Regions from separate parts of the Gossypium hirsutum genome. Here region 2 is linked to region 1. Evidence: chromatin contacts called from public Hi-C data. All regions are on one chromosome and are shown on one strand. Each heading gives the region's core, a stretch centred on a gene start, on an enhancer-like site or on the middle of the called end of the contact. The rest is flanking DNA. Distances are from core to core; before and after follow the strand shown. Region 1 holds the start of LOC107955712 (importin-4). Region 2 overlaps LOC107959940 (protein TIFY 6B).

What was found. Hi-C and Micro-C count contacts between places; a contact is called where the count stands out from the background.
Region 2: a contact with region 1 is called in a Hi-C map of leaf, with 6 times the contacts expected there. The contact joins the enhancer-like site here to the promoter of LOC107955712 in region 1. A contact is called at or near these places in 4 of 34 Hi-C or Micro-C datasets (callus and leaf).

The regions. Positions count from the first base shown.
Region 1 is chrA05:47,793,540-47,797,650 of Gossypium_hirsutum_v2.1, reverse strand. LOC107955712 (importin-4) reads left to right here and starts at 2,083. Exons shown (of 21, transcript XM_016891511.2): 1 at 2,083-2,531; 2 at 2,627-2,759; 3 at 3,447-3,583; 4 at 3,686-3,731. The coding sequence starts at 2,257. It overlaps LOC121229171 (a long non-coding RNA gene), which reads right to left and starts at 1,802. Exons shown (of 2, transcript XR_005926817.1): 1 at 1,510-1,802.
Region 2 is chrA05:48,499,327-48,503,437 of Gossypium_hirsutum_v2.1, reverse strand. LOC107959940 (protein TIFY 6B) reads right to left here. Exons shown (of 7, transcript XM_016896111.2): 5 at 3,945-4,111; 6 at 3,800-3,854; 7 at 3,092-3,448. The coding sequence ends at 3,376. It also overlaps the pseudogene LOC107959939. Among protein-coding and RNA genes, the nearest start is that of LOC107959940, 3.7 kb to the right of the region's middle. Within about 2 kb of position 2,192, at least 2 of the 9 cell types and tissues checked have an H3K27ac peak or open chromatin away from gene starts, as enhancers often do. A contact at or near this core is called in leaf, where this site is marked.

The DNA of each region.
Region 1 (4,111 bases), core at 834-3,333:
TGCACTAGACTTAAACGAGCGAGTTGTTGGGTTAGAAGCCATCATGCGGAATAGAGATAGCATGGAGCTTGGAGGATACACAAGGCTTCCATGCGAGTGTGCGCAAGTTATTTAGGTTATGGCTTATGCAATTTTCATGGGCTAGGAGCTTGTTCATGAAATGGGTCTTAAAAATATTATTGTTGAATTTGATAATTATCTTATATATTTTTAAAAGTAATATCTTATAATTACTAAGTTAACTCATGAAAGCTAGGTTTATCTTTATTTGTTTAATGAGGCTCAAACTTTTGTAGGTTTTATTTTATTTTATTAATTTTGTTTATAAACCTAGATTGGCAAAGTTTGTTATCGATGTGCTTCATGTTGCATGGATCTTAGATGTAATGTTGAGCTTCGGTTTGTACTTCATTATTCAACTAAATTTTATAAACTTGTAATTGCGGATGTACGTTTTTAAAGAAAAAATTAAATATTGTCATGTTCAAAAATAAATTTGGTAAACTATTGAAATAGTCACTTTTGTTAGCTTCAAGTTACTTTTTAGTCACATATGTATTGAAATGTTACGTTTTAATCACTTACATTATCGTGTTGTAACATTTTAGTCACTTAGATGTTAACTGTTATTAATGGTGTGATAGTAAGCTGACGTGGCATGTTAAATAATCATTTCAAACGAAAATTTTAGGTTAAATTATGCGATTGGTCCTTTTTTTGTTTTGAGCAATTTAATTTTTTCTTTTATGTTCTTTTAGTTTTCCTTTTTTTTTCTTTATTTTCCATTCTTTTCTACTTGTTACCTAAAATTTTTGAAGGTTGGAGAAGAAAGTGGTGGTGTCACAAGGGCACTATTAGAGATTCCGAGAGGAGGAAGAGACGAAGGAATGGTGCTTCGAAAGAACGGAATGAGACTAGACGAATTATTTGCAGCAGCCCTAGTGGGAATGGGGAAGGAAATGGAGGAAGGACTGACTTGACATGAAGGAATTGTACTTGGAAATGCAGAAGATAAAGGACTAGGATTTTGGGAAGAATATGGGGTAATTTTAGCTAAATTGATTGCTATATCAATCGGAGGTGGCTTACATCCCTAAACAACAAATCCAATGAAAAACCAAAACTAATCAACACATTAATGCTCAAGAGGATTATACAGGAAAAACAAAAGCTGATCAAGAAAATTTGTTCACAGTCCAATTAATAAAGTTTCAGTTCCAACAGTTATTGTCTTTAAGTGGGAACTATTGTTTTCATGTATGACTTTCTGTTGATTTTTCCAATATTCCAAGCGATCAAACAGAAGCCAAACCAAACAGAAATAAAGCAAATCAAGTAAAAAAAACCCAGAAAGCATAACCAAACTAATTAAAATTGGTATGGGAACCAGATCCAACTAAATTACAACTAAAACAAAATGAGTAGAGAAGGAAAAGAGTTGCATTTTGTTTGAACAAATCTACCCTTTTGTGAGTAGTGAAAAGAAGAAGAGAAGGGTAAATTAGGTACCTTTCGATAAGTGGTGCCATCATTTTCAACAACCCAACCAGCCTCAACACAAAGAGCTTTGAGGACCTCATTGTTATCACAGTGCTTGGGTAGATTATAATTTCATTGAGCTCTCAGCCCAGTATATATCTTAGCAGCGATAGCTCTTCTACTCCTCTCCCTTCTCATGTTGTTTTCTCTCTCCCTCTATGACGGCTTCCTCCTTTGTGCTGGTGCCGGCATTGACCTATCAGCTTATTGGTGTCCACTTTCTCTAGAAGTAGAAGTGAATAAAAAATAAAGAAAAAATAATATAAAAGAAGAAAAATTAAATTACTTAAAACGAAAAATATAAGGATCAATTATATATTTTAACCTAATATTTTCATTTGAGATAATGATTTAACAAAAATTAATAATTCAATGACTAAAATGTTACAATACGATAATATAAGTGATTAAAACGTAACATTTCAAATATAAATGACTAAATTATAACCTGAGTCAAACAAAAATGACTATTTTAACAATTTACCCAAAAAATTTAAATACATTATATTCAATGTATTTAAATACGTAATAGAAAATCTGAATGACATTCCCTCGTTTTAAAGACCCAAAAACAGCTCAGCCCATCAAAGGATATAAACTTAGAAGGGAAGCAAAAACACTTCACCATATTCAGCAGGAGCCTCCGCAGTAGGGTTTACTACCATTTCCCTCTCTACCATCTCCAATTCCTCCAACTCAAACTCAAGCGAGACAACGATGGCACAATCCCTAGAACTGTTGTTGATTCAATTCTTAATGCCAGACAACGATGCAAGGAGGCAAGCGGAGGATCAAATTAAGCGGCTGGCGAAGGATCCGCAAGTCGTTCCGGCTCTCGTTCAGCACCTTCGCACTGCCAAGACTCCCAACGTCCGTCAACTCGCCGCAGTTCTCCTAAGGAAGAAGATCACTGGACACTGGGCTAAGCTCGCTCCTCAGGTTAAGCAACTTGTCAAGCAGTCCCTCATTGAAAGCATCACAATGGAACATAGGTTTATTATTGGAATTTACTTTTTTATTAGTTCTTTATTGCTTTTGATCTCCAATTGGAATTGAATTCGATTTTCGGTGGCTTGATTTTTGACAGTCCACCAGTGAGGCGAGCCAGCGCGAACGTAGTGAGTATAGTTGCGAAATACGCTGTTCCGGCTGGAGAATGGCCTGATCTGCTGCCGTTTCTGTTTCAGTGTAGTCAAAGTCCACAGGAAGATCATAGAGAAGTAATATTTTGATTTATGTTTTCGGGAAAGTTGACTCTGTTGCATTGCTAAAAAATTCACTATTAAGTAGGATCAAGAAATCCATGAATTTTGGAAGTAATCAAGAAAGTCTTATATTTATGTGTTCAATTATGCAATTTATGCCAAAATTGATATCTGAAGCGCTTCTTTACCAAATGCAATCTAGCCAAGAAATAGTAGTTAGTACAAGCTTATAGTAAATGATGTTATTTGCTCATCATACTTATCAGTAGAAAAAGAGTTAAAATGCATATTTTATGCACAATAATAGAAATATCAATTTGCTGCATTTCATAAAAGTGTAACAAAGTAGTTAGCATGAAGGGTTCTTTGACTGGTATAATGCATGTTATCTTAAGTTTAAGTTTAAATTGAATGACAGATTTTTTGGTGCTCTGATAGGCCAAGAAAACTTCTTGTGACATGAAGCCATTTGTAGGATCTTCATCTAGTTTATCATGACATATTAACTTCCCTTAATGGACATCTGTGCTTGCATGCTGTTGTAGTCAATCATGTCTTCCTATTTGTGTCATTTTGGCCTGAAACTGGACCTTGCAAGGTATCAGCTTTCTTTAGATAGCAGCTCTCATTTCTCGTGTCCAGTTCATGCCATTTCCATTTTATGGACTAACAAATGTATCTGTCTGCTTCTGGTGATATAAGGTGGCTTTGATACTTTTCAGCTCTTTGACTGAAACAATTGGGAGCACCTTTAGACCTCATTTTGCAGACCTGCAAGCACTTCTGCTCAAGTGCTTGCAGGATGAGACAAGCAATCGTGTCAGAGTTGCTGCCCTAAAGTAACCTTTTTTCCCTCGTGATACTTTATTGCTGATCTTGTTGGTTGTTAGGAAATAACTTTTGGGGGTTTGTTTACATGATTTAGACATTTTTTTTTCCAGGGCAGTGGGATCATTTCTTGAATTCACAAATGATGGGGCTGAAGTGGTGAGTTCTGTACTTTTTCTCAACTGTAAATTCTCCCTTTTTTCAGTAATGATATCATATCTTTCCATTTCATACTATTTTATAGCTAAGCACCTGGTTATCTTTTGATTATGCAGACTGTTTTAAGTGTGTGTCGCAAAGATGTTTGTTTCCACTGCTAGGTGAATTTTTTTTTGCGAATGTGTTACTTTGCTTTTGCGTTTCCAAGATGGAATAAGGGTTTCAAAAGGACTAATTTGTGTTTATGCGGGAAAGGATATTTGCTAATTAGAATCTTCTATAGGAATTAAGTTTCTAAATGGCATTGTATGAAGCTTATATATTTAAGACAAGAGATTCAGTTGATGAACTCAGGTTTATTCTATTCCTTTTACACACCT
Region 2 (4,111 bases), core at 943-3,442, 710 kb before region 1:
TCCTCAAAATCTGACCCCCATGGGAAGCGCCCCATGAAGAGTTAGTTTTTTGGACATTTTTGTATATTTAGATTTATTTTTGATACACCGATAATATATGAATATATACAATGTCTACGAACCAAATTATGCCATTTTATTAAAAGTGAAGTTAGGTGGATTTACTTCCAAAACTTTTAATTAAGTGGCATCATCTGGTTCATTGGCATTTTATAGATATATACATCATCCTTGCATCAAATGTAAACTCTTCCTTTTTTGTTTACTAGTATGTAAATGTTAATGGGATTAGTTAGGCTAAAGCATGGATTAGAAATTTGTTAAGATGAAAATCTTTTTTTTTTTTTGGGGGGGGGGGGCGGGGGGAATCATTGTTTTATTAGTAAGAAAATGAAAAATAATTGAAAGATTTTTTTTTTATGTGTGTGTGTTTTAATTCACATTGTTGTAACAGTATACGCTAGTAAGTCCCAATTGTTTTTTTTAAGGATATTATTATTTGTAAAAAATGTAAAAATAATTTTATTATGTTTTGATTTTTTTTTTGCAAGTTAAATGAAAAAGGTAAAAATTTAATATAAATATACAATTAAATAATTTTATTATAAAAAATCTGAAATTATAAAAAAATTATTTTATATAAATTTAATAAGGTTTCAAATATTGCTTTTGTATATAAATATACAATTTTTAACTCCATGAGACGAAATGCATAATTTTTTTTCCTAATTGGTGTGACCTATTAATTGGATTTCAACTCAATTAGGAAAATTATTTTAATGCCTATTTGCATTTAAAATAAATTATACTATTTGAGAGTATTTTAGTCTTTTTTTTAAAAAGTAATAAAAATATGTATATGATAATATTTGAATTCATATCAACTGAGTTAGAAAAGTCTTAAATTTACTACTCAATCAAAATTTCGTTTTAATATTCTTATACATTTTAATTTTATTATTGACACGTTATAAACTCCATCAATTGCATATATTCTTATATGTTACTTTATTTATTTTATTTTATTTTTAAACACACATTTGTGTTCTATATTTATGGTTTCCACACGTATACGCGCGTAAGATATGATTTCTAGTATATAATAATTAAAGTTAGAAAAAAGTTAAAAGTCAAGAAAGTTTGTTATAAACTCAAAAAGTTAAAAAAATATTATTTTTGTGTATATACATTTACAAAATTTGCAAAAATTAAAATTTTATAGCATTATTTTTTTCTAAAATTATATAAAAATATTACTGATGTAAAATCATCATTTTTAAAAAAAAAAACCTTTTTTCTAATATATTTGATCATTTTTGGAAAAAAATAATTTTAAATTATTGAATTTTTTTGAGTAATTATTTGTACACAAACGGAAAACTTTAAACTCTACAAGCAAAGTTAAAATTTTATCATGTGTCATTAAGTTGTATTTAAAAATTTTAAAAATAAATTTAGCCTCCATTGTTTACTTATTTTGTCATATTGGCCCTCAATCTATAAAATTAATCAAATTATTTTCTTTTTTATGAAAAATTTGACTGAACTGTTAAAATTTTAATGACATTGACGTGACAGTTCACGTGACATTTTAGGTATACTTCACTGCTAATATGGTAAAATTTTTAAAAGTTTTTATGAGCTTTTTTTACATATGTTGATTTTTTTTTTAAAAAAGCATTAAAATTTTAAAATTTTTTATGAATATGTGAACTGCGACCTTTCATATTAGTGTTGTTAGTTGAGTCAGTTTTCTGAAAAAAAAAATAAGCAACTTGATTAAATATTAAAAAAAAACCCAAGATAACTAAAAAAAAAGTTAAAATGAGAAAATAAGTAAAGGTGAGTTAATAAATATAGAATATGAGTACTGTCCCGTACCTAATCTGATTGGTCAATCAGTTTTCCTGTCTTCTCAACAAGAATCAATGCACCCAAAATGGTTCTTATTCCACCCTTTCTCAACTTTACCCACAAATTCCTGCCAGCTTCATAACTTCTCCATTCCTCTTTAAATTTCTTAATATTTTCTTTGTTTCCCTCAAGCATTGGTGACACAATTCCATTGAATATATCACTCTATGATTCGAAATCCTCTGATTTTCACGTTGAATGTCCCCAACATTCCATCCCACGTGCCAAAGTTGTCCACTTCAGATGTCTCTGACCACTTTGACAATTACACCCATATTATATAGTCATACTACAAACCAAAGCCAATTCAGTAACTCTGATTGGAAATCTATCTAATCCACATCCTCAATCTTTTTTAGTTGGGTCGTCATAATCAACAATGTAGCATTCATGCAACTTTAAGGTATCACCTCCAACCCCCCCCCCCAATAGCTCTGCTATGCTATCTTCTTGTAATTCCACACATGCAAAGGGAATCCATAAATTTCCACCCCAGTTGCTCTGTATTCATGTCTCTGACTAGAAAGTTGCTTTGCATCAATCTAAAAACACCATTTTTTCTAAGTGATGCCTATGATGATTGAAGCAACGAAGGCAAAACAAGAGGCAATAGTAGCGGAATAGGATCTTTACTTTGATAGAATGAACTAAATGAAACCGATTATGATGATGATGATGTATTTAAATTGAAGTCCATTGCTTGTGATGCTGAAGCCTTGCAATCAACATTAGGCTTAATCCGCATAGGACAAGGGGCTCGCCTTTGAAGCCTGCTAAGTGGGCTTGTAGATACCGGTTCATCTTTGTGAACACAAAATTGGAACCTTGGGAACTCAGTATCAGATTCTGCCATTGTCTCTCCTCTATCTGCTCATCTCTATCACATCCTAAGTGCATCATATTGCTTTATGCAGACCACGTTGCTTTCTGTGATTGTGTGTTGAAATTGAAAGAATTGTGAGAAGATTTATTTGGGAACAGTAGGGAAATAGCTCCGGTGAAATGGGATATTATGTTGTTAGCCTTGTATAAATGGTGATTTTAGGCATCCGTAGATTGAGGGAGCAAAACCAAGCTTTTATGTTTGAGATCGATTCAGAAAAAAAAAAATACAAAATCTTAGATTGAGGGAGCAAAACCAAGCTTTTATGTTTGAGATCGATTCAGAAAAAAAAAATACAAAATCTTACTGTTGTATTATTTTTTTTATAATGTAACAAAAGATTGAATGGGTTACAAAGTAGAAAATAATCCCACACTAATACCAAACAAAAAAAAAAAAAGAAAAATAGGGTACAATTATAGACCCTAAGAAATAAAGTACACAAATATAAAATTCATTCAGTTGAAGGGAATTACATATATAAAACTTAAATTACTTTCCTTTTAATGACACCAAATAAGTAACCATGGCTAAACCCTGAAAGACCAAACCTTGTTGCAGGGTTTGCACAGCCAAGTTCATGCATTTGATCCCTGGGTTGTACAATGTGGAGGTTTCTTGCTTAGATCATATGGTGATGCAGTCATAATCCTACAAACAGAGCACCAGCCAGATAATTAGGCTTTAATTCGAGCATGAGATCGGAACTTGAGCTTTAAACCTATCATCCAACTGTGGTACAAGTGTCTAATATGAATATGTTCAAACTTTTTCTAAGTTTTCCATGTATTTAAAGAATCATGTTCATATATGTTGGACACGAGTACTCTACACATATAGAACATGAGTACTTTAAAAAAGAGTAGAATTCATGCCTCAGCTATCAAACTTGCAATAAACACCAGAGGATTAATATATTTACATCTCATAATCTTGAGACTTTAAGGTTTCTACTAAAATGCCATTAAGCTGCCAATAACTGTTCCTTGTATAAAAACTAACCTCTCCTTGCGCTTCTCCAAAAACCGAGCCAAGGATGCTTTGCGAGCCTGTGGCACTGCAAGCAAATGATTCCGCGTTATTTACCGATAACTTTCAGTGGTGAGTAAGTTCTGAAGAGTGAATTTAGCTTAACCAAAATGCATACCAGTAGGCATAATGCTGGTTGGGGTAACAGGTCCCATGGTATTTGCCAATTTAGGAGACTCCACTAGGCTAATAGGGGTTGTCAGACTTCCTGTGGTCTTGCATACGGTCTTTTCATCAGTACTAGTGGATCCACTCCTGGATTGAACACCAGTGTGAGATGAAACC